Regions from separate parts of the Mus musculus genome. Here regions 2, 3 and 4 are each linked to region 1. Evidence: chromatin contacts called from public Hi-C and promoter capture Hi-C data. All regions are on one chromosome and are shown on one strand. The core of a region is the stretch at or near the end of the contact, and the rest is flanking DNA. Distances in the headings are between cores, read along the strand shown.

Region 1 (7,301 bases), core at 2,757-5,256:
TTCAAAGCCATGGTGTTGTGAGCGTCCCACATTCCTCAGCAGAATGCCAGCTTTCATGAACATGAACCCTCTTTTGGTGGTGTTAGTTTTTTCAGCTTTCTAACTCAAGAGTTGCTCATTAAGAGTTGCTTTAGATCCTATGTGTCTTAGTTAGGGTTTTCCTTCTGTGAACAGACACCATGACCAAGGCAACTCTTATAAGGACAACATTTAAATGGGACTGGCTTTCAGGTTCAGAGGTTCTGTCCATTGCCATCAAGGTGGGAACATGGCAGCATCCAGGCAGGCATGGTGCAGGCAGACCTGAGAGGTCTACAGCTTCATCTGAAGGCTGCTAGCAGAATACTGACTCACAGGCAGCTAGAATGAGGGTCATATAACCCATACCCACAGTGACACAACTACTCTAAAAGGGCCACACCTTCTAATAGTGACACTCCTTGGGCTGAGCATATACAAACCATAACACTATCTAAAATCAAAATTACACCTGTGCTAATTTCTCATGGCTCCTACTACTTAAAAGCATAGTTCAAGTTCTTTTGAGAGAATGAAGTTGACACTGGGTCTTATTCTATGGCCTAGGCCAGCCTGGAACTCACTACATATCCAGTATGATGCTTTGGGACACTCTTGCCTCTTCCCCAGAAGGAATCTCCATCCTACCCACAATGTCACATGTTAAATTTGCCATGGGGCCCCATGACTGCACATCGAGCAGGAATCCACATAGCTCAGTTCCTCATCTTGCTCTCAATCTCATTAGCAAACTGGCTAATAGGGCTCCCTACAGAATCCCCATAACACTCTCTGGTCTGCTGCATAATGTTTATGGATGTGTGGTTATGAAAGAAACCAATGCTTGAATCACAGTGATTGCTTCGTGTTGGTTGACTGAACACATAAACCAACAAACACTATAAACCTATTAACCTCCACAGTTAACACAGTTGCACTTTTAAGTCCTCGTAGGATTTAAAAATCAAATCCAGTCAGTTAAAAACACAACAACCCTGGGGGTTCACTACAGATATTTCTGGGGTATGTATGTATGTATGTATGTATGTATGCATGTATGTATGTATGTATACAGCAAACTAAAAGACCATCTACGCTCATCCGTGCATCTTCCCCTGCTCTCTCTGTCTGGTCTACATTTACACACTGAGAGTAAGTCAGGTCCTTCCCATTTCCCTAGAGTTAGACTGTGGGCTCTCCAGTCTGACAGTTGTGTAGACGTCTTAGTACTTATGGTCATGGTCACTCCTGCTGCCCGACAGACAGGTAACGGGGTGCGGGTGGGACTCATTTATAGGTGGATTGCTTTGCTGCTTTACTGTCCTGTTTTTCCCAGGAGAAAGAATTTACCTAAACCACAGGTTGCCTTCACATGCTCAAAAGAAAAAAGTTGGCTGCTCTTCTCAAAAGGGAACAGCGTTTGCCACGAGTGTGTGTGTGTGTGTGTGTGTGTGTGTGTGTGTGTATGTATGTGTGTGTGTGCGCGTGTGTTTGTGTGTATGTGTGTGTGTGTATGTGTGTGTGTATGTGTGTGTGTTTGTGTGTGTGTGTGTGTGTGTGTGTGTATGTGTGTGTGTGTGTGTGTATGTGTGTGTGTGTGTGTGTGTGCGTGTGTGTGTTTGTGGGGTTTACTTTGCTTTCATCTGCAACTCCAGTGCAAAAGCTTCCAGAACTCCGTGCCCAGAATCTGAGTACTTGACATGTAATACAACTTTCGGTTCATAATGGTTTTGGTCTTTCATTTATTTGGTGCTTCTTTGAAGAGGGAGAGGCAGAGAAATCATTTCCAAGTTCAACGGTCCTGCTTCAAGTCCAAGTTCCTGCTTCTAAAGTACAGGGGGCAGTGGGGGAAGTACCCAGAACAAATCAGGTTGCCCCCCAGGGCATTACTGCTATAGTTTTGTTTTGTTTTCTTAAGTACATGCAGAAGAAGTAATTCCCAATACTGGGCCCAGACTCAAACCTTGCACTTCGTATGAGCTCTGAACTGAGACTCTTTGCATCTCAGTCCCCCCATTAGGTTTTATTGCAACCAACACAATTTCCAAGGGAGAATTACTTCCTTTCTCTATGAACACCAGACTCCTATGTTTTTTGCACAAATTGAAATAGTAAAATGGTAATAGCCAGAGTGTAGGGATTTCCAAAGGGGAAGGGGTGGAGGAAGGGAGAAAACCCAGACAGGCTCTCCTCTGTGCTAACCAGAATGGTTTGTCGGCCCCCCTTCCCCTCCTTCTTTTTTGCTGGGTTTGGAAAGTGAGCAAGGTAAAGCAGAAATGTTATTGATTTGAGTGTCACTGAGACTCCACTTAAAAGTGTCCTGTTTCTCTTTCCAGTACCCTTAAAGTGCAAATCATATACAGGGGGAAAAAAAAACCAAATCATAGTCGTGACAAAGGCATGGCTCAGGTTGAGATGAGGGTCTATGCACATCTGAGGTAGCAACAGGGAACAAGGAGCTTCGGTTTATCACAGGAAGTGGTAAACAAGGGATCTGATCTGATCTCTTAGATTATATCTGCCGGTCTTCAGAGTTGCTTAATGCTCGCTGTTTATCAGGCCCAAGACAGACTCTTGCCCTCAAAGAACTTATCATTGAGTTGAGAAGCCCCGACTTGACCTGATCTGGGAATCAAGGGCACAGGGCCAAGGCAGCACATAATTAAGTGTTAAGCAATCGAATGCAGATGCTAAGGGATCTGAGGGACAAGAGGAAAGAAAAGATCACGGAGGGCTGAGGCTGACAAGAGACCGAAGATTCTCATTAAATTGTTAAAGTAGTGTTATGGTAGGAAGTTGTTACAATTGCTGCTAATTTGACAGGTCAGGCACTCTTACAACCAACCATTACTTTCCAACTAGCAGCTGTTCCAAAGCACATACATGAACAATTAAGTCTGGCAGGGAACTTTTTTTTTTTTTTTTAAAACATAGCTCCCTGGATTTGCTAATGAGGAACAAAATGACATATTTTGGTGTTTGGATGACAGACACGAAAACTGAGCAGACTTTGCGTGGGGATCTTAGGGAACCAGCAAATAGAATGTGGGCTGTGATCTTGGGTGTGTTTTCATGTTTCTAGTGAGCCGTTTTCCTTCACCTCAACAAGTTCTTAAAACTGAGGAGAGAGGGGTAAGTCACTCTCAACAACTCCTTTTTTAACTTGCAGGTTGTATATTTGTGCAGTCCGTTTTCCTTTTAAGAAAAATGGCAAAAAGCTAGGTATGGTGGCACACACCTTTAGTCCTAGCACTTGCAAGGCAGGGACAGGCAGGTGGATCTTTGAGTTCAAGGCCAATTCGGTCTGCAGAGTTGGTTCCAGGACAGCCAGAGCTACACAGAGAAATCCTGTCTTGAAAACCCAAAACCCAACTAACCAGCCAACTATACACCACACACACACACACACACACACACACACACACACAGGAAGGAAGAGAGAGAAAGAGAGAGAGAGAGAGAGAGAGAGAGAGAGAGAGAGAGAGAGAGAGAGAGAGATGGAGGAAGAGAACAGAAAAGGAGAGAGAGAAAGAACAAGAAAACAAAAACCAAGAGAACTTTCTAACTCCTGAAAACGGGGATGGGGGCACTCAGCATTCTTTAAACGGAAGCAATTGAATAGCTTACCTTTGGAAGTCATGAGTGTGCATCTGCACTCTTGGTCTTAAAACAGAGTTTACTTTCTAGTTTGGCAGCGATCCTGATTTTTTTGTGTTTCTTACCTTTTTCTGTCCGCAGAGCAGGCAGCCAGAGCCCAATCAGATTCCTTATATTGGAGTTTTAAACTGTAAAACAGGGGCATGTCTCACCTTGTGTTTTGAGTAACTTTATACAAGTTGAGAGGGCGGCAGTAAGCATTCTCCTCTCTATACTTAATTGTATTCAGGATCCTTCCAAGAAATTTCAGTTATGTCCCCAATGCTAAAGGGGTGGGGTGCTACAACAGTTGTGTGAGCAGGCAAAAGAACACCCTCTGACGTCCCCTGAAGGGGAGGCAACCTGAAATGAGGTAATTAAACGTGGCCTTGGAGAAGTCTCCCAGACGTTCTAATCCGGACTTCCAGCGTCCATGTGTGTGAGCGCTTTAGTTTTCGATTCTCTCAGGTCCTGATTTTGCGTTTCTAATATAAGTGAACTAACAAGGCGTGAACGTGGTCTACGGAGCAAAACAAAGCCATAAAGCGTGCTTCTGTGGTGCCAAGATTAATCAATATTCCGGGGAGCTCGGGCTCCCCCCTCCTCCTGCTGTTTTCATTTTCCCACTCCCCCTTTCCCCAGTACAGGCTCCTCCTCTTTTCTTAAGTTGCCTGATAGTAAGTGGCGGTTTCAGAGCACATGCATGTTGTCAGGGCCAGCCTGCTCCGCCGCTCGCTAAGCTGTTACTCCGAGCTACCTGCTGGGGAATTCACCTCCACGTAGCCCGGGGTGTCTTCCTCCCATCCCAGAGTCAGAAAAGGTAAGCGCAGCCTTCTGTAGCCCGCGGGGCTCAGTTTTGCGTCCCACTTTTCTGTTTGCTGAGCGCCGGAGTAAAGCTAGCCATATTGGTAGGTAAGGTCCTGTTCGGACCGAGAGCAGCCGGCGTGTGCTAACTATGCAAGCCCAGTCCTCTCTGGGTTTGAAATTCAGTCGATCGAGGTTGGGGGTGGGGGAGTAGACGGACGTTCGAGATCTAGAATAAAAATCAAGATTGAACGGGTGTACTTTAAGGGGAACTGGCGGGTTAAGGACATCAGAATTATTAGTTTAAAAAAAATCTGGACTCTCCTCTCTTTATCCCCCCTCTTTAAACTTTTAATCTAGTGTAAAGTATTAAATACACTGCAGGTCTTACTATCAATGATCTCAACCTACAATTTTATTTAAAAGTCAAAACTCTTAAGTCTTTTTTTTTCCAACCTTGGATTTACCGAAAGCCTGCGAGTTGCAGCTACCTCCCCCACAGATGCACACGCTGGCTCCGACTCTGCCAGATACACACGTCCACAGGCGCTGCTGATCATCGCCAAAGTCTAGGGCTTAGGATTCATGTACAGCGGCAGGAGGAAGCCCTTGATTGCCAGCAAGGAAAATGGTTAGGCGTTTGTATTTAAATAACCTAAGAGCACTTTAAAGAAACCAGAAACCACACGCTGTAATGTTTGGAATGAAAGCTGGCTTCTCTCCTCCTCTATCCCCAAAATCCTAAATTTCAAAATACGGAGACAGCAGTGAAGGTCTCCTCCTCGCATGGCTTGCGGGTTTGCCCTGAACACAGATGGTGCTTCATGCTCCTACCTTCTAATGATATGAAAATGGATTGTGATTTTAGATCATTTATAGATGTGCCCAGGGCAATATGCTAACTTCACAGGAAAGGTTTCCCTGTAAAAGCCTCAATTGCATTTCTACTGTCACCTGGGCACTTGTGTTCTTTTTATGGCCGTATTTACAAGTTAATTGGCTCATGTTTCTTTCTTTGTGAAGTCAATAAATGAAACCAAAGACTCACACTACATATGCCAATGGCTACATGTCAGTATCTCAGTTAGCTCTTTTTTTTTTGACATAGTTATATATCTTTAACCGCATACAAGACATGAGTTCTCAAGTGGAATTTTTCTGTTTAGTTCAACCAGGCACTTAATGAGTGTGTGGGTTGTGCGAGGCACTTGGCTAGGCTCTGAGGACAGAGTGGAAATGTGGGTGCTTGGTCTCATCCAACCCTGAAGAACCCCTTACTCATTGAGGGGATAGAGCAAACTGGAAAAGGAACACAACTTTTTGCTCATCTATTCTAACTTTACGTTAATTTTGTACACATAGTCCAGTAAAATGCATACAATCTGGCCTGCTACCAAAGCTCTTCCGTCTTTTAATTCTCGTGCAATTAACTCACCGTCTGCCATCCTGTGAGCAGGTCCCGATTGCTCAGCCCAGGAGGCTATAACTTTTTTTTTCCTTTCTATTCCGCTCTAGTTGTCCTCTCTAACACCAAAGAGGAGAATTCACTTTCTGGGAACAAGTGCAAGACACTGACACGCAAGGACGTGATAAATTCCTAGAAAGATAAAATATGACCAAAAGCAACGGAGAAGAGCCTAGGATGGGGGGCAGGATGGAGAGATTGCAGCAAGGGGTCCGCAAGCGGACACTTCTGGCCAAGAAGAAAGTTCAGAGCCTCACCAAGGAAGATGTTAAGAGTTACCTGTTTCGGAATGCCTTCGTTCTGCTCACGGTCACTGCTGTCATTGTGGGTGAGTCGTTTGTCCTCAACCAACATTACAAAAGCTTGTATCCTGTTTCTTTGGGATGCATGAATGCCTGGGGGGTGTTATCAGATAGACTGACTGTAGGTATTCCAACTGATCGGTCAGGATCTCCTCTGCATTTGAAGAAGTTGGCTTTTCTTTCTGTTTTGTTTGTTTTGTTTTGTTTTTCCCCTCTCCAGAAACAAACAAACAAACAAAACCATTTGTTGGAAGCTGAACACATGGCAACCAAAAAGAATTGTTGGTAAGCCTCTTGCGCATCCATTGATTGTGTGCAGAAATGAGATAAACGCTCTCCGGTGCCTTTGGGGGATAAGAGAGTGATAATTGAATCACTAGGTAGGCTAGACTTGACCAAATGTTATCGTTATACAGTGTGCCACTGTGCAGGTTGGTGGTGGCGCACACCTTTAACCCCAGCACTTGGGAGGCAGAGGCAGGTGGATTTCTGAGTTTGAGGTCAGTCTGGTTTACGAAGTGAGTTCCAGGACAGCCAGGGCTACACAGAGAAACCCTGTATCAAAAAATAAAAACAAAAACAAAAAACAGTGTACCACTGCTACCTAAAACTGATTTATACAAGAGGCCCAAGATGAATCATGGGCCGTTGATAATAATTATATCCTTAGTACGATTTGAAACTGAGTATCGGTGCTTAAAAATGGAAGTCAAATCTGTCCTATGTTTGAATGCTCTCATGCAGTGACTTGGGAAGGTAAACTGGGAGATGGCAAACACAGGTCTCTTTCATTCATTGCCTCATGGAGCCTGCCATAGCTAGCTACATCATTTCTAAAATATTTCAGTCCCTTACTAATTTAGCATGTTTGATGGCAATCTATATTAATCAAACTTTTGTTTGCTTGGTTTACGGCTATTTGAAGTTTTAGTTTATTACTTAACAGGCAACACAGATCTTGCCTTAAAAATACAGATGAAAAAAAAAAAAACCTAAGTATTTGAAATTTTTGATCCAACCAGTGTAGACATCCTTAGGCTAGAAATATAGAAACTAATAATAAGTTCTAAAATAAA
Region 2 (7,301 bases), core at 212-2,711, 280 kb before region 1:
ATCTCCATCGAGCAGTCATTATCAACATACTGTTAGTGGTGTGCCATGATCACTAATTTGCATCCCTGAGCCTAATAAAGCTCCAGCTGAAGAGTTTTGAGGAATTATCACAGAGTCACTCCTTATAAACACACACAAAAAAAAGGAAACTCCATTCCCCATGATCATGTCCTGTAAGCTAGTGTCTAAAACTCCACCACACTAACTCTAGTTACTCCCCAGGAACCAGTTGAGTCAAAATAACTTCTTTTTCCATCCCGCTGAGATACACTATTTAGTTCTTATGCACATGCTTTTCCTGCCATGTTACACCTCTCTCTCTCTCTCTCTCTCTGAGCATAGAACGGTGCATGAGGTTACAGGTTGTATAGAAGACACTCATTAAAACTTGGACTCCTTTCCCTCCTCTGGGTCCTTATGCTTTCAGCAGTCAGTGGCTGTGCTACTTTGTGGTAGCTTTGGTGGAAGAAGGTCACTCACGGCCCCTCAATAGCAATTTTTTAAAAATCTTAGTTTGTTTTTTAAAGATTTATTTATTTATTTATTTATTTATTTATGTGAGCCTTCATGTGGTTGTTGGAAATTGAATTCTTAGGACCTCTGCTCGCTCCAGTCGGCCCTGCTTGCTCCTGCCCAAAGATTTACTTATTATTATACCTAAGTACACTGTAGCTGTCTTCTGGCACACCAGAAGAGGGCGTCAGATCTCATTATGAGTGGTTATGAGCCACCATGTGGTTGCTGGGATTTGAACTCAGGACCTTCCGAAGAGAAGTCAGTGCTCTTACCTGCTCAGCCATCTGGCCCCCTCAATAGCATTTTCTTTTCACTCACTTTCCTACTCTTACTCTGATTTTCTTCTGCCTCTCCTCCCCCTTCTTTTGAAACAGTTTAACATCAATATAGTTCTGTATTCAAGCTGTAGCCAGAAGCTGTCTTAGAAACGCTTGCTCCTGGAATTGTGAGCCTTGGATTGGTGAGATGGCTTAATGAGTAGGTTGCTTGTCACAGGTTTGAGTTTGGATCCTGAGGACTCTAAGTCAGTTGTAAACCCTCACTCCCATAACAAGATCGGAGTCAGAGACAAGATAACTCTTGGAAGTTTGCAGCCAGCTAACCTGGTGTAAGTCTCAATGAAGAACAAAAGACCCGGTGGAAGACAAGGACGAGCACTTGAGGGTCATGTGCACACACACACACACACTCTACAGAACCACAACTACACGTGCACACATGTAAAAAGATATGACTGAGATAAAACAGCAGCATCGGCCTGAGTCTGCTGGAGATGCAGACTGTGAGTTAAAATCTGTACGTTACACCCTTTCTTGGTGAGTTAAGTCGTTCAGGAAGACGTCTTGAAGAGCACCAGATTTCTTTCAACCAAGGTCAGATATACAAAGGCATCAGTAGAGACTCCTGGAGTCAGTGAGTAACTCTGTGGAACGTGCTGAGAAGGCTGGCTATTAGTGAGGAAGGAAATGACGTCATTCAAACCACACACTGTGGATTTACACTGATTATGATCCAGTGTAAATATTCAGGCCACTCCAATCAATTTGAAAGTAATATCTACATTAAGGATATTGAAATGTCACTATTGATATTGAAACCAGTCATTCAGATTCGCATGATTTCCTCTGAGTTGCAGAAGTTTGCTGTTTTAAAAATATGATGCCATTCCATGAAATTATGAAACACTAATTAATAATGTTTCTGCAAAATTAGCCTGGAAGCACACATTTCACCAAAAGCATCTGTGACTGTTCTAAGATTCTTCAAAAGGGATATGAAACATTTGAAGTGTCAAATGTGAAAACAATCACATCTTTCGGAAGAGTAGACAAGTCATATGAGACGACTTGAGTTACTGCATGGAACCCTGCAAAGGTTTCTTGTTGTTTTGTTTTGTTTGTTCTTTTTAGAAAGGAGAAAATAAATAAAATCCAGGACTTTATTAAAATCTTCTGAAGATGTTCTGAGACAGACAAAACATGGTCCCAGAAGGTGGAATTGGTGCCAACTCACACATGAGTCACGAATCACAAGCATGCGTCACTGTATGATGATGTCTCTAGCCATGTGTGGGGGACGCTGTGAAAGGCACACAGGATGAAGTAAGCAGTAAATTGTCTGTGATGACATTTGAGGACATGCCTCTATAGATGAGGTTGGTGGGACCACAGAGTCTCATCTCATTACGATTCGCTATGACGATGAACTCTCAGTTCTATTTTATGAGATGCTTTGCTTTGGCTCGAAGGAAGAATGGCAGGACCCCAGAGTGAACCAGGCAGACCCACAAAGCACTGGCTAAGTGAGTACCGCCCCCCAGTGGCTTAAGGCTGCTCACCCCTGCTGAAATTACATAAGCAATTTGTGTATTGTAAATATCAGCTGATTGTAAGACATACAGAAGTTTGCTAAATAAAAAAGGAAGAAAAACCCTTTCTCCTGTCTGTATAATTCTGCAAGTTTAAATACCTCTTTCTGTTTCCATTAGAAACTGAGTTGTCAGCTGCCAACTGTCAGAAACCTAGCAATTCTTGATTTGAATTCATTTATGAGAAAAACATGTAAGAGAGAAGCAAGTGAAGAACACTGCTTCCCTTTTTAATCTTATTTTTCCTTTTTTTTTTTTTTTTTTTTTTTTTTTTGACTACTAAGTCATTCTGATGTGTCCCTAGGTCAGCCATCTTGAGAAAAACCCCTGTGCTGTGTCAATGGGAACAAATACAGAGAGCCACAGCTACAAAGGGACAGTGCAGAAGAGTAACCCTTGGAATACTTGGTCCTAAATGAAATGTCTCCCTCAAATCTCTCCTCTCAAGGTCCAGGGAACCATGAGGAAAAGGAGGTGGAAAAGATTTTAAGACTCGGAGTGTATGGAGGATCCTAAGGACACAAGGCCTTCTAAAACCCAGCAGAATCTGTGTACATAGGAACTCACAGAGACAGTAGCAGTGTGGGTGGAGTCTGCAGAGGTCTGGGCCTGCTATCAGGGGACGCAAGCCCACATCCCTAACCCAGACTCTATGTCCAACCGATAGCTGTTTGCAAATGAAAACTTAGTTCTCTCCAATGGATGTACAAACTAAATATACAAACCACTCTTAAGGTGAGACAACATGCCCAGAGGTAACTGGCCAGCACAAAAGGAACTTAGTGGCTTTGAAGGTTTGTTTGTCTTATAATGCCTAGTCGGTTCTTTGTATTTTTCCCTTATGTATGTGTATGCACATTATGTATAGACATTATAAATATATATATGTATATATATTATGTTTTTTAGACTTATTTTAAGTATGAGTGCTCTACCTGCATGTAGACCTGCATGCCAGAGGATGGCGTCAGATCCCATTTATAGATGTTGTGAGCCACCATGTCATTGTTGGGAATTGAACTCAGGACCTCTGGAAGAGCAGCCGATGCTCTTAAACCCTGAGCCATCCCCAGCTCCTATATTATGGTTTTCTAGTTCTGTGTTTTTTATGGGATTCTATGTGTGTCAATGTGCATCTCTGATCTGTATGTGTTTCTTGAGCTTTTCCTTTCTTTCTTTGTTTTTTTTTTTCCTTCTGTTTGTTCTCTCCTATTCTGATTTGTTTGGTTTTCTTTTATCTAATTTGATTTTATAGTTACTATATTTTTAGATGCCTGTTTGTAGCCTAATGAAAGATGAAAGAAATATTTGTGTGGGCAGGGAAGAGCTGGGAGGAATGGAGAGAGGGAAAACCATCATCAGAATGTATTGAATTTTTAAAATATCTGTTTTCCACCCAATTAATGGACAGAAGCAGCTGACCCCTGTTGTTGAATTAGGGCAGGCTGAAAGAGGCTGAGGAGAAGGGCGATCCTACAGGAGGAACAGCAGTCTCAATTAATCTGGACCCCTGAGATCTTTCAAACACTGGGTCACCAAACAGACAGCAGCTGATATGAGGCCCCCCAACACACATACAGTAGAGGACTGTGTTCATTCAGAGATGATGCCCCTAACTCTCAAGAGACTGCAGGCCCAAGGGAGTTTAGAGGTCAGGTGGGGTGGGGGGTGGGGGCATCCATGTGGAGATGGGGTGTGGTGGGGAGAAGGTGTGGGATGTGGAGCAGTCGGAGGGTGGATGGGGAGGGGCAGTAATGGAATGAGTGTAAAAAATAAATTAAAAATAAAATAAAATTTAAAAATATATATTTTCAATAAAAAAGCAAAATGACCAGCAATGACCCAATGAGAATGCAAAATGATACTCATTTCTTTAAGTTCATTCCCTAATAATTTTTTAAAAAAAGATTATTTTCAATATTTTATTTTTCATGGCTATCACAACATGCTGCACTGCGTGCTTCAATGTCAAGAGACCGCTGTTTGGATAATTTCCTTTCTCCCCTCCCTTTCAAGGCAGTAACTGATATATGAAATGCTTACGCAAATCCTGACTTGTCTTCGCCCATTTGCCTTGTGGAATGTTTAACTGGATATGACCCCAACAAACTCTGTGAACATTAGACCTTGCTGAGCTCTGCTCTTATGCCCTGGCGTAATACAAAGACTTACACGTTTGCATCGTACTTTAGCTATTGAGAAACATATTTAAATATATTTCTATTTGGCAAATGAATAAATGATTCCTAGGAGCCAGAATATACTGCTTTTAGAAGGCTGAGCTTTGAGAAGTTAGAGACCAAGTTTGCCTTCCTCAATTTGCTGTGTGATTTCGGGAAGGTCATTAGCTCCTCTGAGCAGACTTCCTCATCTGTGAAACAGGATCCTAATGCCTCACTGAGTAGTCATGATTAAGGAAGGTTGCTATGGTTACCACTGAGCACAGTGCCTGGCTTATAAGAAATGTTTCATTTTTACTACAATGACATACTCTTCAGGAGTGGATTATTATACCCTTTATCAACAAAGGGTTTAGGACTTTAAAAATCATATCATGTGCCAATGTCATACAGAGAGTACCTGGGGTTCCAAGTTCTCATAGCTGATTCCAAACCTCCTAGCTTTCGTGTTCATCCAGCCTCCGTCTGGGCTTTCACAAGAAGCTCTACAACAGTTGTTCCTGCAGCGGGGTATGGCTGAGTGGCCACTCTTTCCTGCTCCCTTGGACCTGGCCAGGCCTGGTGGTGATGCAATCTGATGCTGCATGCCTGTTCTAACACATTGATTTTTGCCTTTCAAGTTATATAGAAGGAGTCTTTTGTTTTTAGTTATGCGTTCATATTCTGACTCTAAGGAGGTTTGTTCCAGGGTGTCTGCAGGCAAAGGACATGGTGATCCTAACGACACAAAGTCTCATGTCAATGTGCTCAGCCACTGGCAAAACAGTAACAAAAGAATGTATTACCATTGACAAGAGTATACCCATCCCTCCATAGTTTGGAGGTGGTATTTTATTATCAATAAAAACCATTGTGTGAGTCTGTGAGAAGGGTACCTGTAATCTTAGCGATGTTTATCGGAGCATATGTGTGTGTCTCTGTGAGAAGGTTACCTGTAGTCTTAAATATGTTTATTGGAGCATATGTGAGCTTCTGGGGGGATGATTCCAGAGTGATCAGCTCTGTTTCTCTACACCCTTCCCTTGTTTGGGTCTGAAGGCTGATAACGATGTAGAACGTGACCTGGGATGCGCATGGTCAACCAGTACCATTTGGCAATACATATTTCATTTGACAGCATTTGTAAGTCACACATTTTCCCCTCAGAATAGCTCACAGTGCGAAAAAGCTTCCATATGCTGGAAATGAATCCTTACTTTGCTGAGAGAGGAGAGGAGTGGAAATAGAGTCTAGGCTTCATAGGACATTGAAGACATGTCCTGGCTAGGCACGTGGGTTCAAAGTGCCTTATTCTTAAAGTCGGTCTCAAAATAATTACCCATCAGTGTTGACTGTTAAAATTCAGCAAGTAATTTTGATACAAAATAATCTTCTTCATAACAATTAAGTCGCTATTCTAAAGGACTACCGCTAGGTTATTATATATCCAAGTATCAGATTCTTCCATTTCAGCAGAGAGATACAGTTTTTAAATTCCTTCATGGACTCACAAAGCACAGTCGGGATGAAAATATGAGTGTGACTTTCTCCAATTTCTAAAACCTATCCATATCCATTGAGTCTGAGTATGCAAGGGGAATAGAGTCCTTGTTTCCCGATTTCCACAGGGGTAACAACGTGTTCTGCTGTGGTCAGGTCTTTGAAAAAAGGCAAGCAACAAAAGGAGACTAACCTGCAATCCAGCCTCACAAATCTCACAGGCTAGAACCCTTTCCTCTCTGGGACACACAGAAAGCCCAGGGCCAGGCATAGTCAGCTCCTTGATGTAAAGGCTCACCTACCCTCCAGACCCCCAGGAGCTGGGAGAGAGTATGGATAAAGTTATGCTTGCTGTAGAAGCTAAAGTCTAGATTGTTCTGTGCAGGTCGCCTTTTGTACACTTAACTCCAAATACTTTGTTCATCACTGTCTAGAAAGTACAAGAACAGATTTCATTCTTAAAGTGTATGTGGCCTGAAGGTTTTCCCAGGGAGGTTGAAAACAGCCCTTTGTGGTAAGATCTCGTGCTCGTTGGAGTCTCAGAATAAATCAAGTCTGAGGACTGGGAAAGTTATCCTAATTGCGTGATGACCTTTTAATTTGTCTAAGTGGTAAAGTGCACACAGCAAAGCATTTACCACTTTAACATTTTAAGGATACAAAATGGCATTAACTACACTCGCATCACTGCAAAGCATTCGCCACAACCATATCTCCAGAGTCTCACTGTCTGCCTTGGCCTGAGACCTTGCATTTAGTTAACAGTAACACCTTGTTGCATAGCACAGTGCACATATGGAGGTCAGGGGACAACTTGGGGGAGTTGTTTTTCTTTTTCCATCCTTTGGGTTCCAGAAAAGGAATTCAGGTCACCATCAGACTTGGTGGCAAATGTGTTTGCCTGCTGAACCATCTCTCTGGCCCCATTTTTGTCTTGTATTTAGCTGATTTCACCTAGCATATAATGTCTTAATCTGTGTAGTAGCAAAGGCTGAATAATGTTTATTTAGTTCTCTCTCTCTCTCTCTCTCTCTCTCTCTCTCTCTCTCTCTCTGTCTCTCTCTCTCTCTCTGTCTCTCCCTCTCTCTCTGTCTCTCTCACTCGCTTACTCAGTTGGGAAGTACATATAAAGGAGGAGTGCACTGTGACATTCACTACCTCATATTATATAATACATAGTGCATTTTAAATCATTTATTCATCGAGGATATTTAAATCAGGATTTCCTGTCCTCCTCCTCTTTTCTGTGGTGCAGTTGG
Region 3 (7,301 bases), core at 2,232-4,731, 270 kb after region 1:
TCTCAAAACAACAGGGATCTGAAATTTAGGCGAGCAAAATACAAATTGATTCTGTGAAGAAATACTCATAAACCCTGAAATTATTTAATTCTGTTGTCGGAAGACCCTTCAAAGAAAGCGAGCCCTTGTCTTCTTTCATTCCTTATTTTATATGAGGTGGCTAGAAAAGAGCTAATTAGCACCTAATAAATCTTCAGTAGGTTTTGAGGGAATAAATTAAAGTTATTAATTTTAGGTGTTGGGGAGATGGCTCAGTTGGTAAAATACAAACATAAGGACCCGATTTGAGTCCCCAGCAAGCTGGATATAGTAGTGGGCATAGTAGTGCCCATGTGTAATTGCAGCACTGGGGAAGCCAAAAGAAGTAGCTCCCTGAGAATTTTAAACTGGCTAGTTCACTTTAAGCACAGGTCCTCAAGTCCCTGGAAGAAACCTCTTAAAAAGTAAGGTGGACAGCTCCTGTCACACACGTGTACACTCTCACACATAAGAACACACACGCAAAATTGTATTAGTTTAGATGAAATGCCGAAACCATGCCAAGATTTTGTACCCAACAGCATATCAACTGTCTCTACTGAAGCATGCACAATCACTAGGTCACCAGTAACATTCAAGGAAGTTTGCAGGAGGGTAAATAAATCTGCTTCCGTGGGAAACGGAACGCATGAGGAAGATTCTAAGCCACTTGGAAGTTACTTAAAATCTGTTTTCAAAACTAATTAATACGGTGCAGATTGACTCTACCAAATAATATTTAATTATTTGGGTATAAAATAGCTACTAAAACAGTATCCTTGTCTAAAAATTCTGTACATGTAAAGAAAAGAAACAGAACTAAATAAAGTCTTTACTGTACAGCTTCCAGCCCACTGCTATATTAAATTCTAAGATCTACTCTCCAGCTACTGGGAAATAAAATTTCTTACATTTGTACTTTTCCAAAATGCCTTTCAGTAAGCTAAGTAAATCTAAAGAGACGTCAACCCCAACGGTGAGCAAAATACCAACACGAGGCTTCCCTCATGTTTCACAGAACCTGTATTTCAGAAAATCTAAAAATCCCTGTAGCTTTTGCTTTGACAGCATAATTAAGTAGTAACCGAAGTCCTTTCCACACCCTCTCTGAATCCCAGTGCCCGGCATGCATTAGGTCACCAATAAATACTTGCTGAATGAACTTTTCCAGTAATGCTGCTGTATCTGAGCCGAGCCAATCAAATTCTTAGACTTCGGTTCAGTCAGTCAGTCAGTCTTGCATGTATTTGCAAGAAAGGGGGGGGGGGGGGGCAGACAGGATTAAGAATGCATTTTTGTGAGTCACTAGAGTAATATGAATTAGCCCACTAGGGGCAAGGCCACGTGATCAACAAATGTCCAGGCCTCTGCCATGCCATCTAGAGAAACCTAAAAGCAATCATCTTTATGAGCTTTCGAATGTCTAGAAGAGAGCTTTCTCCTGACCTCTAATAACCTTATCTCGGTTCCATCTAAACATTTTTCCAGTTTTCACCGTCTTTCATAAAAGTTCTGTTAGGTATTGATAAACTCATAGTAAAGGGTAGAGTTCAGAAGTGAGGGAGGGGAGTGACTGAGCCATCCACAGCGCGCTATGCAGAACACCTGCGAAGGAAAGTTAAACTTCATTTCCTGAAGCCCTGAAGGCTACTGGGGAAAAAGAGCCAGACGAGATAGAAAGCCCGGAGGAAAAAATGAGAACGACGCCGCCAACATGGAAGGTAAACAGAAGTGCTGGAGGCACCAGGGTGACATGGGGCAAAACCCTGATGACGAGGGCGCCGCCAAGTCCCAGGGGCACTCTGGGGAAGGGGACGGCAGAAGCATGGCGAGGCTTAGTTCTATTTGCACGGATATCAAGCCCGGACCTTTTCCCCCACTTGCAGGACTCCTTGGGCCGAAGTCACCGCCCTGACTTACTCCCTCTGGTCGCGATAGTCATCTAGTGTCAGGAGTGCAGAAATGACAAAATCTTTAACACCTCACCCCCAGTGACTTCTAAAGCAAAAGAATAACCTGTAGGCGAGCTGTCCTATACATCAGTGCATAGACAAGCAAACGATTAACGCTGACAACTTATTTTATTTAAAAAAATATAATATGGTTCCTCCTGAGTAAAATGTGCTTACCTACTGGCACTTTTTACCTGAAGAATTAGCCCCCTTACAATTTATACAAAAACAAACAAACAAACAAGCAAGCAAACAGAAAACTGTGTGGCGATGAAATGCCCTCCGGTTTTACAGTAAGACACTACCATCGGGTACGGTACTGTATTCGTATTCACATTTTGTACTCCAGCCTTGTCCAGAGCCTCTGAGTTTTCAACATACAGAGGAAAACGATGTTTTGAAGTGCGCCGGTGCCGGGGCTCCGGTGCCCGGCGTCAGGATGGCCTGGGCTCCACCCACACCTAGATCGCAGCGCCAGAGCGACCGGCTCCTTGCTTGCACAGCGTCGCCTACAGGCCTTATCCCGACTACCAGGGAGGCAATCAAAACCACCGCCAAAAAGGAAAAAAAAAAAAAAAAAAAAAAAAAAAAGAGGCAAGTCCAGCAGCCCTCTCGTATTTCCAGAAATTAATGCACCACCACCACCACGATCACGATTCCAACTCAGCCAGGCTGGGAGTCTTCACCTCCGAGGACTGTGTTCTTCGCAGAAAATAACCCAGACAGACATAGGATCCGGCCGCTCCCGGGACGATCCATCCATCACGGCTGCGGGAACAGCGTTTGAAAGGTCGGCATCCAACCCGCCGGCAGCGGGAGCTCGGCTTCCCCCCGGGGCCCGGGGCCGGCCAGTCAGGGAGAGCAGCGCGGCCTCGGCTGGCCGCCTTCTCCGGGATTGAGGGTGGGGGGCTATGAGGCCCGGAGCGCCTGAGAAGAGGGAGATCCCGGCCTCACGCCACCACAGCGGACCAGCGCCCGGCTGCTGTCGCCTCGAGGGGGACCAAAAGGAAAAAAAAAAAAAAAAAATCAAGCCGGTCACCCGAGCAACGGCGTAGACGCCGTCTTGCAGAAGCGACCCCACGGGCAGCATCCACGGCCGTCCGTTGCACAGGACAAGGGCACGGAGCAGAACCGCCGCTGCTGCTCCCGCTGCCTCCGCCGCTGTCGCCGCCGCCGCCGCGCCTCCGGAGCCCGCGGGAGCCGGCGCGCTGAGGCAGAGCTGCGAGCCCGAGTGGCGGCGGCGGCGGTGGCGGCGGCGGAAGTGGAGTAGGGAAGAGGGGGTGGTTGTTAGTGTTTGGCGCCGGCGGAGGGAGTCATTCCTGCAGCTGCACTTCCGGTCGGCATTTTGTTCTGAGAGGGAGAGACGGAACGAGAGAGAGAGACACACACACACATACACACACACATACACACACACACACACACATACACACACACACACACACACACTGGGCTCCTTCCCCCCCGCCCGCCCTCCCGTCCCTCCCTCCCTCCGTCGGTACCGACTCACCCGACACCAGCAAAGCCGCCAGGGAGGGACGCCCCCGCCGCCAGGAGGATTGGTTCCCGGGCCCGCGGCGATGCCCCCCCGGTAGCTCGGGGCCCCCGGCCGGGTGTTTGTGTGAGTGTTTCTATGTGGGAGAAGGAGGAGGAGGACGAAGAAGAAGCCGCGATTTGTCTTCTCGGCTGCTCTCCCCCCGGCTCTACATGTTCCCCGCACTGAGGAGACGGAAGAGGAGCCGTAGCCACCCCCCCTCCCGGCCCGGATTATAGTCTCGCTCTCTCGCTCTCTCTCTCTTGCCACCGCGGCCTCGGCCTCCGCTTCGGATTCAGACGCCGATTCGCCCAGGTAAATTCCTGCTCTTTTATTTCGGCGGCGGCGGTGGCGGCGGTGGCGCCGGCGCCAGGTCCCTCAGCGTTTCTCCTCCTCGCTCCCCTCCCCGCCGTTTCCTCAGCGGCCCCGGGTCTCTTCCACGGGGCGAGTCGAGAGAGTGAGTTCGCTCGCTCGCTCCTCTCCGGCGGCAGCCACCCTGGGTGGCGGCGGCGGCGGCGGTGGCGGCGGGGTTCGTAGCCTCTCCCGGCCGGCTTCGGTGACGGGGAACCGGGCTCCCTGCCGGGCGGCCGGGGAGGCGTAGGCCCGGCGGAGAGTGCAGGCCGCGGGCCAGCGGAATCTACTTGAGCTCGGGGATTAGGAGAGCTCCGGGCTGAGCGGAGCGACTGCTGGTCGGTGACAGGCCTCGCCCGGGAGAGGAGCCGTAGCTAGTGAGGAGGCGGAAACAATACAACTATCAGCAAATGTGCCCCGATCGTCCCCCATATTTACAACTTTCCCGGTCCGGGAGTGGGGAACGTCCCAGTGAAACAAACAACCCCCCTTCTTCCCCCTGTGACCCCATGAAGGGAGGAAGTAGTTTCAGTTAGTGAAACAAATGTAAATACTCAGACACGGCTACAGTGGTAATTCTCTGCCAAACTTGTTTGGACGTTTTGGAAAGTTAATAAAGACTGGTTTCCTTTGTAAAAGGATCAAACCGTCCACATGTATATTTAATCTAGAAAACCCTAGCGTTGTGCACACTGCACATCCCCGCCCAGGAGCTTTTATGTTGTTTGACAGAGTGTGTTGCACATGGACTTTTTATTCAAAGACCAAGTAGAAAGAACTTGACAGGTTTACTCCGACACTTTGTATTTGTATCTGTTATGTAAGGATAATTTTAAATGACTACATAAAACTCTCTGGATACTTTTTAGCCTAAACGGGTGCAAGAATACAAAGAATTCTAAGTGTTTTTGAGCGTACATGGAGATAAGGATGAAACCTATTTTCTTTCAAAGGATAGAAGTTAAGTTGCACTTAGAATCTTTGGGAGGTTTAAAACACACATACATATACACACATAGAAGGTGCCATCCTTTCTTGTCAGGGCAGATCTTAGTGAGTCCCAGGATTGTCATTGGCTGTTTGTACCATGATGTTTGACTGTGTAATGAGCGAGGTGTCATTTTAATAGGTCAAATGTATCTGTAGATGCTGGAGAAAAATACCAGTTCTGTATCTTACCAAGTTCTAGTTCACGAGTAAGTTAGATGTTGGGAGCTTGTTTCTCGCGGCTTTGGCAATGGAAGTTGGTGTAAGACGGAAATACCTTTTTAAAAGTCCTCAGACTTTAAAAATTGCACAGAAAAAGAAATGTCCCGTTTGATACTTTGTTTCATATTCGCTGAGGGAGAACTCATTTGTTAAAAGGTAGCAACACTACTCAAGGCGGCCCCTCGTAATGGTAGTGGTTAAAATAGCCCTTTAAATATTCTGGGTCTTAAGTTTTTGTCACTGTAGAATAACTTTTTTGCGGGTTATTTTTGAGTTTAGCATGCTGCTTACAAAAAATTGCTCCACCTTTCCTGAAAACGTATGGATAAATGTTAAAAAGAGTGAAGTTAATATAGCTGTCACGTACTAGGCATGTTTTTAATGCTATAAATCCGTGTAGTAGTCAGTAGCGTGTCCGTGATTTGTATTGGTCGGGGAGCAGTTTGAATTTTAAAAAGCCTGAAGGTCCTGCTGAGCCCCAATCCCGGCCTCCCTCCCTCCCACTAATCTCCCATTCCTGTCTTTGTGCTGCCTGCTCCTGTTAGACTCTGTTTGCTACGGGGCCTCAGGCCTACGGGGGTGAAGGCGGTGTGTGTGTGTGGGGGGGGGAGTATGCCAGGAGGGAATGCTGAAGTGAGGAAGACTTCCCGTCTTGAGAAAGCAGTTTGGGGGAGGGGGGGCGTGTAAAAGGTTGGGTAAAGGTGTCATTAAAAAAATGTTTTAAAGGCTCTGTGATTATCGTTTCAACTTTTATCTGAACTGTATGTCAAGAGATGAATTTATTTCCATGAAAGATAATGGGAAAAGAGTTCTTGCTTAGTTTTCATAAACAGAAGCAACTTTTATAAGTTACAAGGAGTCTTATGCAAACCTGTGAATCAGCCTAGTAGATATTAGTATATGTGATCAACGCATTTTTTTAAGTCTTTGGAATTAGGTTACAGTTAGCCCTTTCCTCTCTTTATTATCTGAGTTCTACATATTTTGTAATTTGTAAATAATGTTCAGTTAGTGATGCTTTTCATAAGATAGTGTAAACAGTTCTTTAAAGTAACTTGAAAATGTTTCTGTTTGGCTCAGTTTAATTTAAATAGCTTGTTTTTAAAAGAGAAAACTCAGTCCTTGAACTTTCTGGGCAATTTAGTTGAGAGAACAATTTATGTTTCATGAAGGATTATGGGTAGTCTATTGCATGTCACCTCTATTGGTTGAGATACTCACCAGTGAAAATCTTGTGCTGCAGACCTCACTTTAATCCAGGAAAAGGTACAGCCACTGAACATTCCAGTAATTTAGTAATTCTAGTTAGTATTGGAAATTTTGGAGAAATATTCTTAATATGGCTAATGTGTCCCTAGTGTGTCTGACTTCAACTCTATGGCTTAGTGTTTTTCTTGAGTGTGGAGTTACCAATAACTTGTATAACTTGGAAAGAAAAATAATCTTAATGTAAATAATGAGACTCTAGTAAATCAAAGTTAAAATACAGAATAACTTCAGCATTTTTAAGAAGTGTAGTGGGATACTTTCTAAAGCCATTCACCCATCTGTTTACTAAAGATATTTGAATGTAGTTTGAACCTGTGCTAGAAATTATTTTACTGCTGCCTACATTAGGAAGAAAAGGAGTGGTGTATTTGAAAAAAAGATTCAGGTTTTTCATTAGAGATGAAAAGTGAAGATTTTTACTATGGTAGTAAATAACTTGGGTTTTGCGTAGTGATTCTTATTAAAAATTTAAAATATGAGCAGAACTATGCCAGTTGATGAGTGAAAGTTTCTTTATTTCAACCAGACTCCTGAACTGAAAAATGCACTTTAAAGCCTTCCTATTAATTTCTTATTTAATTGTCTATACTAATCTATCATCAGACTATCATAAAAACATCTGCATGTCTGTATTAGATTTTGACATGGCCTATTCTATTTTTACTTTCTCAGGATAAGACATAACAAAATTAGCAACTAACTTTGTGTTTTAGTCTTAATTTAACTCTATTGCTTATTAAGAAAAGCATCATTTGAGAGTATTAGTACAATTTTAAATTAATATTTCACTTTTATATTGACTCACTGGGAGATCTAGGGTAAATTCCTTTGAGAGAAAAGTAGTTTAATTCTGTTTATCAAGGTACTGACTAGGTACTTTTATAGAATCCTTCAAATATATTTTTAACCTTGAAGATGCTTATTTTAATGTTCTAATCATACTCTTTGCTTTGATGGTAAATTTACGC
Region 4 (7,301 bases), core at 2,304-4,803, 260 kb before region 1:
TATATGTAATGCATAATGAACCTGACATGTAAACATTTATACTTACCAGTGTTGTCTGTATTACCTCACAGATGTAAACATCAGTCCTTACCAGTTTTATCCAAATTACAGATAAGTAGATGAAAAATAACAAAGAAGAAGCTGTAAGGTAAGAGGAAGCAGAAAGAGAGAGAAAGGTGCTAAATTTCTGTTCTGGAAAAGTGTAATGTCTGTCATTGAGAGTCAGCTCAGGGTAGACAGGAACCTTAGCTTAGTTGGATTAGTTCATTTATCTACCAAGCATGTAACCCAAGGCTTCACATAGTTGTTGCCCAAACAGTCAAAGAGTTAATAACCTTTATTTATGCAATCAAACAAAATGGTATATTTTCATGAATGACTAGATAGTAAGACTAAATACCAGAGTTAAAATAGAATACATTAGCATACTGTGTGCAGGGCTAGAAATACATGTGTGTACTAAATCTGACCATGCTTTAGCAGAGTTATATGTTAATAAACCAAAGTCCACATGGTAGATGAGAACTAGAAGATCAACCTGGCTGAAGTGAGGCCAAAAGCTTCATATTCATATGTGTTTATATATGTTCTTAATCAATACATGCAACAAACATCCAAAATAGGTAATTAATCATGGTTTGTGTGTGGGGGAGAGGGAGAGGAAGACGGAGACGGAGAGGGAGAGGGGAATATGGATAGAGGGAGACAGAGACAGAGAGGGAGAGAGAGACAGAGATGGGGTAGAGGGGAAGAGGGAGGGAGCACTTATGGATGCTGGCAAATGAAGCTGGGGTACAGACCCACAGTGGCTTCCTTCTAGAAGGCAATGAACACCTTTGCCTCTTTGGACCTTTGCTGAACTTTGCAAAATAGCAAGGCGCAAATATAGCTTTGGGAAAACCCATTGCCACCACACCGAATGAGCACCTTCAAACCTCAAGACTGCAATAGATGTAAACATGTAGGTTATAGGAACTGGGCTGCCATTTAACAGGTCACTGGTCAGACCTCTAGATGATATTTCTTGTGGCACCCAGTGGCTAGTCTGGATTTCATTAGCATGCCTCACAACTTCGGGGATGGTGGTTTTGGTGGGCATATATTTTCAGAATTGGCCCCAGAAGAGTGTGGTTGCTTTCCAAAGATTCCGAGTGAAGAGCTCCTGGTTGAGAAGGGAGGAGTAGGCTGGAGCCTTCTTGGTATTTTGGGAAGTATGTCATCATAATGATATTTCCAGGCTTCTCTGGATGGCCAGTAAATGAGAAACCATCAAGACAGCCATCCTTAAATTAAAACAACAGAGGGATATTATTTTCCACTTATAAAATTGGAAACAAACTCTAAAGCTAATGCCCAGTCTTACGGGGATCATGCCCTTTCCAAACTTCAGTCCTGGAGAGTGGAAAACCACTTGGCCAGAAAAAAAAAGTTTAAAAATTGCATAATGTTTAGGACATATCATTCTCTAAGAATTTGCCCCATGCAATGAATCGTCTGTGTACAGTTATAACTATTAACTTATGCTTAATTGGGTTAACTTTAGTGACAAGTGTCTGATATTGCCCACTAAAAATAATGTTGGGGAGATCATATATAATGATGCAAGAATTTGTCCATCATGTACTGGCATTTAAAGGGCAGTTTACAGAGTACTAAGTGCCAAATAAGTGGAGTCTTTTTGTTTTTAAAAGCAAGCAAAATAACAGTCCAAGCACATACATTGAAGAAGAGACTAGGCTGCCTGTTAAAATATTCACAGCAGGCGTCTTTAGGATGTCACTTACAGGACTTCTTTTTACTCACTTCTCCAGGCTCCTCTCACCAAATTTTCTATTATAAATATCACATCTGAATGAGAGAAGCTGAGGCCTTGCACATTTTAAGTAAAAGAGAGCAGCAAAGAAACACCTAGACAAAACCGAAGATTTCCTAGTAACACGTGAGCCACGTGGACAGTGCCACGTCTAAGGCTATTGGCTCAAAACTCCCTCTTTTAACCAGCGTGCTCTGAAAGGCTTATACTGTACTCCTTACACAGGAATCATCTCCTGTCCCTGCTCTGCTAAGCCCCGTGTGGCATGAGGTCACTCAGCTCAGCTCCGGAATCTTGCAGGGAGGTGGCTTGAGACATTCACCAAATGTTAGCACCCCTACGCTACCTTGAATGTGGGAGGTTTCCATCCATTAGCAGCTACCCACCAGGAGAGTGAAATCCAAAGCCAAGTATACACAGAAATAAATGAGGCTCTTATGCACTGTATATCCTAGATCCATGACAGGCTGCAAGGAGTTAGATGCGTTTGGAAAGTTCTTAGCCTGGGGGAGGGGCAGGGTGATGCTGGTGTCATCAGCTCACAGCCTTTCCCACTAGTGTCTTCTGTTGTCCTTATCAAGGGGATAGAGTAGTAGTTGGTCTATTTGTATCAATCGTCTGGCTGAGTAGTCAATCTGAAATGCTTTTAAAGATTATTCATGGAAAGCCTGGTGAGGTGTGGCGTTTAGGTGTCCATCAAGTCAAATGCCACACTGTCTGTTCCAGATCTCTTTGGACTCTAAAATGAGTGCCAAAATATGCATTTTCCACAACTGAATGAGTCAGAGGTCTTCACAAAGTTAGATGTAAGCAAAGCCCCTACTAGTAGTAGGACATGAGGTTAGCGCCAGGCTAACAAAGCTGCTCTTGGCTAAATTTCCTCAATAGCCCAGTCAGCCTTGCCCCATGGGTGTTTTCAATTATACACACCCTAGCACACTCTACACAACTGGCAGTGTCTAGTTTGAGTACCTGTTTCCAAGGAATATGTATTCTCAAAAGTCTTTCAAGAAATGATAATCCTTTAAATCAACAGCGAGGCCACGGGAACCTACTGTCCAGCCTATTATTCTTCCTCTCAGAGGGTGCAAGCTCTTCACCAGCCCACCCTTCCCCAGACATACAAAAGGTCAGAAAGTCACAGAGCGCAGGACTTTGCTCTCTAGACCCACCTTGCTGTTGCCGATCCTCCTGCACCTGCAGCTGACGCGTGCACGAACTGGTGAACAGGTGGCTGTCGTCTTTCCTTTGTGTTGTAGACATGGTACCAACGATCTGGCTGTGACTCGGGGACCACTAGCGCAGTTTGTCTTAGCCAGACATCAAAAACTGTCTTCAGAAGTTACTTGGAAAGAACACAGAGGCACGCGCAGATCTCGCCTCGCATGTAAAACATTTACTCCTCGAAAAGCATGCCAGGGTTTCTACTGGTCAAGAATTCTGCAGTAAATATTTACCAGTATCGCACCTCCTGCCTACAAAGATGCCAGCTTATTTGGCTGGAAACACGACTTAACTCTTAGTTTATTTTAAAGCGCCCTGGACCTTTCCCCTTTTAGAATGTTCAAAAAGAAACGACGTCTCTCGGTGAAACTAGCTCTCTCGTTCAATTTTAGCCGTTTTCAGTTCCTTCTCTGCTGTAAAGTCCAGTCCCTCTAGTGTAGAGAGGACTGCTAGAGAAACAAGCAAAGGGGGAAAGCGCTGCAGGATTAAATCTGCCTGGTTGGAGTTCGCCCCTGTGACAGTTGGATGTGTACAGTTCTTAAGGGAGGCTGGAGGGGAGGAGACTGGGCTAGCTGATTAGCATAGAGAGGCAGGCAAGAAATAGCATTCTTATTGTTTTAACGGAGTGACCAAAGCAGGGATGGTAAAGATGTCCGGACAGCACAGCAATTAACCACCTTGCTTCTGCTGCGTTGTCATTAAAGCCCAAGCCCAAAGCAGGGCTTGGGCAGTGCAGTTATTCTCAGGCACAAGCGAAATGGAAAAGATCCAGCTGGATCTGGTCAGGAGCGCATGGAAATGTACTGCTGGGACTCTCGGACTCTGTAAACAGCTCCGAGGCTCCAGGAGAGGAGCACAAAACACTACCCGGAAACATTAGCTTTGCTTCCCAGCACAGTCTCGACCACTGCTGCCTCTGGGTTGTAAGACAAGGCAGCTTGTGAGGTTTCTTGTGCTTGCCGGTCCATCACTGTTGGAAAGCAAACCCTAAACTCCTTAGACTCAGTGAAGTCATAATGAATATCATAGGTCCTGCCTTGCAGCGTGACTCTGAGCGAGACGCTCTGCTTGAATTTGGAAACTGATATAAAACACCCTAATAAGGTTGCCTCCTTATGATATCTAGAAGGCAGGGAGATGTGTCTCTTCTTGTTTTCTTCTTTCATCCTAAGGCAATTGACAATTTCCCAAGCATATTTTCATTTCTGAAAACACATGAAATGCATATATCACTTCACCTTTGTAATTCTTGTGACTAATTCAAATGAATTTTTTGTATTATATTTTGGGTTTTATTTGATAAAGCTGGCATAAAGATGTAGACTTGAAGAAGTGGATTCCTGGGCACAATCTGAGATATAAAGTTAAGTATGAAATCTACACTCTCACACCCATATGTTTGTGTGTGCATACCCAGGCATACACTCACACCTGAGACAATGCACACAGTCACACATGTATCCAAACCCAAATGTGTGTGCACAAACGCACACACATGCACACCCACGCACATGTGTTTCTTAATTCTCTGTTCCAGACAAAGGAGCAAAGCCTTTGTACACAAAGCTGGTGTTTGCCTTCATTGATGGACTCCAGCTTTTCTGTAGGTCTGTCACAAGTGCTACCATGTTAGAGACTAGGGCTGATGCTTGGGGACCCTTAGGGTTCTGCTTGGGGTTACACTATGGAGTCCTCGGCAGTGGCTGTATAATTTGCAGCAGGGATGCACCTGAGTTAATGCCCTGAGCTTTGAGTTACACTTATAACTGCTTTTTTAGGGTTAAGCGTTGTAGGCTCCAGTGGAGTGAATCCAGCCTGGCCGAGTCTTCCTTGTGACAGGACAGAATAAAGCATACCGAGGATGCAGAACAGGCATTTCCTCCACAGGCACTGCTCTTCCTCACCTTTTAGAAACAGCCACCAAGTGACTTCATACCAGCCATGCTTTGCTGTACATTTTGCTTATGAGCAAAAGCAAGACATTGGAATGGCAAAATTGCCCATGCATGTTGTAGTGGCTATTCCTGGTTGTCAACCTGACTATATTTGGAATGAACTACAATCCAGAATTGGAAGGCTCACCAGTGACCCTTATCTGGAGGCTTGGAGATAGAAGTTTCTGATCTGGATCTTGGTAAGATTAAATCTCCGAGTTCATGGTCATCTGGGATTAAAGGTGTGGTGGAACACACCTTTAATCTGGGCTACACCTTCTGCTTGAGACAATATAAGGACATTGGAAGAAGGGAGTCTCACTCTTGCTCCCTTGCGTGCTTGCCGTGTGAGACTGAGTAACTGCTAGATCCTTGGACTTCCATTCATAGCTACTACTGAACCGTTGTTGGGAATTGGACTGCAGATTCTAAGTCATCAATAAATTCCTTTATCCATAAGTTCTGTGACTCTAGAGAACCCTAACTAATACACATGCATGAGTGTGTGTGTGTGTGCACGCATATGTGTGTGTGCATGTGTGTGTCTGGTATGTGGGTGCACATGTCCATGCATGCATGTGTGGAGGCCAGAGTTTGACTTCAAGTATCTTTTCTCACCAACACCCACCCCATATTTTGAGACAGGATCTCTTGCTGAATCTTAAGCTCACTGCATTGGGCAGACTAGCTGGCCATCAAGCTGCAGAGCTCCGTCTATGTCTGCCTCCAGGACTGACATTATACCTGTTTGGGCAGGACCAGGTGGGGATCCAAACTCAAGATAAAATATTTGTCCAGCAAGCAGTTTACCTGCTTAGCTGTCTCCCACCCCCACAGGCTTTCTTATTTGGGTTCTTCCTTCTCTATCCTACCCTTTTCTTCTTTTCTGGAAACCTGCATCTTTGTGCTCTCCAAAGAGTAGAGTGGAAAGATACATTGTTACAGGTAAGAGGCTTGTCAGCCGCTACTCTTAGGGGAGATACTTGGAGCGTTGGTGTCTCATGATTAGAGTTGACAAATTCAGTTTAACAATCTAATGGTATTGCATTCACTAGAGAATTCTCTCTTCTCAGTTGAACCCTATTTACAAAGCAGAAATGCATTACATTAGTCCTCAAGAAAGTTACTTGCTTAATTCACAGCTCTCCTTTTCTCAAATATATTTGCAATATCAAGTCTATGGGTAATGATATTTTTAGTTTGAGTTTAGTTTTGAGAATTTCATATAAGTTTTTTGTTTTTGTTTTGTTTTGTTTTGTTTTTTAGACAGGGTTTCTCTGTATAACCTTGGCTGTCCTGGAACTCACTTTGTGGATCAGGCTGGCCCGGAACTCAGAAATACGCTTGTCTCTGCCTCCTGCCTCTGCCTCTGCCTCTGCCTCCTGCCTCTGCCTCTCTCTGCCTCTCTCTCTCTCTGCCTCTCTCTCTCTCTGCCTCTCTCTCTCTCTGCCCCTCTCTGCCCCTCTGCCCCTCTGCCTCTGCTGGGATTAAAGGCGTGTGCCACCACCGCCCAGCTTCATACAAATTTTGACTATATCCATCTCCCTCCCCCTTCTTTCAGGTCCACTTCTTCCCTACCTACCTAACTTGGTGTCCCTCCTTTTACCCCATCAAATCATATTAAACTACCGTATATACTGTTGGAAGTAGATTTCTGATGCAGCATGGCCAACTGAACGATGGCAACACTCTTGATAAGCGTTGATTATTCCTCTCCTGGCAGCCATCAGCAGTCAGTAGTACATTTGCTAGGAGTGAGTCTTCATGCCCACCTTCTCCTATCCGTGTAGTCTGGCTTGAGGCTACTCTGCTGTGAGTTCATACGTGCACCTGTTCTGCCCAGAAGACACTCCTTCCTAGTCTCAATTCACCTCCAGCTCTTACAGTCTTTGTTGAAATATGTTACACGGACTTCAAGCAATAACATGACATTTATCTTCATCCTCAAAGGACAGGAAAAAAAAAGATCCATAACAGATTAAAACTGGAGAACCTAGTCTGGTCTCAATATTACCTCAAAACTATGGAATGTTTAAAAGGCTATTATAGTTCAGGTATAATTAATTACCTCTGAGACTTTAGGCTTCCTGTTAATTTCAAATAACAGAATCCTTGTTCCTTTATGTAAGCCAGTTGTAGTTCCTACTCCCAGATCATTCACCCTTAATATATTGACCAGCAATATTATGGATTATAATAAGATGATAATAAGATCCTGAGTTTCAGGATCTTACAATGTATAATAAATCAGCCATCAAAGAGGGACATGTCTAGCTAGAGTCATATTATTGCAAGTTACTCTAAGTTTTTAATCTCATAGAGCTTCCTAA

What was found. Promoter capture Hi-C pulls out the DNA fragments that hold promoters and counts their contacts. A called contact is a pair of places that touch in the nucleus more often than the background predicts.
Region 2: a promoter capture Hi-C map of the 3T3-L1 cell line shows a contact between it and region 1, with 2.7 times the contacts expected there. The contact joins the enhancer-like site here to the promoter of Slc1a3 in region 1. A contact is called at or near these places in 11 of 39 promoter capture datasets (the 3T3-L1 cell line, 3T3-L1-derived adipocytes, the HPC-7 cell line and 7 more), 1 of 484 Hi-C or Micro-C datasets (cortical neurons), 1 of 115 datasets of contacts at active chromatin or transcription factors (embryonic stem cells) and 2 of 9 other capture datasets (liver and pancreatic islet).
Region 3: a contact with region 1 is called in a Hi-C map of cortical neurons, with 2.9 times the contacts expected there. The contact joins the promoter of Nipbl here to the promoter of Slc1a3 in region 1. A contact is called at or near these places in 1 of 15 datasets of contacts at CTCF or cohesin (the NIH/3T3 cell line), 11 of 484 Hi-C or Micro-C datasets (brain, cerebral cortex, cortical neurons and 4 more), 6 of 115 datasets of contacts at active chromatin or transcription factors (the SCID.adh cell line, astrocytes, embryonic stem cells and 3 more) and 1 of 9 other capture datasets (embryonic stem cells).
Region 4: a contact with region 1 is called in a promoter capture Hi-C map of 3T3-L1-derived adipocytes, with 3 times the contacts expected there. The contact joins the promoter of Ranbp3l here to the promoter of Slc1a3 in region 1. A contact is called at or near these places in 19 of 39 promoter capture datasets (the 3T3-L1 cell line, 3T3-L1-derived adipocytes, the C10 cell line and 12 more), 1 of 15 datasets of contacts at CTCF or cohesin (the NIH/3T3 cell line) and 1 of 9 other capture datasets (adipose tissue).

The regions. Positions count from the first base shown.
Region 1 is chr15:8,707,512-8,714,812 of GRCm38.p6, reverse strand. It overlaps Slc1a3 (solute carrier family 1 (glial high affinity glutamate transporter), member 3), which reads left to right and starts at 4,006. Exons shown (of 10, transcript NM_148938.3): 1 at 4,006-4,474; 2 at 5,974-6,251. The coding sequence starts at 6,071. It overlaps Gm31340 (a long non-coding RNA gene), which reads right to left and starts at 3,787. Exons shown (of 5, transcript XR_383822.2): 1 at 3,741-3,787.
Region 2 is chr15:8,989,836-8,997,136 of GRCm38.p6, reverse strand. All of the region lies in intron 1 of Ranbp3l (RAN binding protein 3-like), which reads right to left. Among named protein-coding and RNA genes, the nearest start is that of Ranbp3l, 26 kb to the right of the region's middle. Within about 2 kb of position 1,461, at least 36 of the 459 cell types and tissues checked have an H3K27ac peak or open chromatin away from gene starts, as enhancers often do. A contact at or near this core is called in cortical neurons, where this site is marked.
Region 3 is chr15:8,440,643-8,447,943 of GRCm38.p6, reverse strand. It overlaps Nipbl (NIPBL cohesin loading factor), which reads left to right and starts at 3,481. Exons shown (of 47, transcript NM_027707.3): 1 at 3,481-3,819. LOC102634078 reads right to left here. Exons shown (of 3, transcript XM_017316813.1): 2 at 3,980-4,229; 3 at 2,081-3,881. The coding sequence ends at 2,653.
Region 4 is chr15:8,964,201-8,971,501 of GRCm38.p6, reverse strand. Ranbp3l (RAN binding protein 3-like) reads right to left here and starts at 3,553. Exons shown (of 14, transcript NM_198024.2): 1 at 2,986-3,553. The coding sequence starts at 3,076.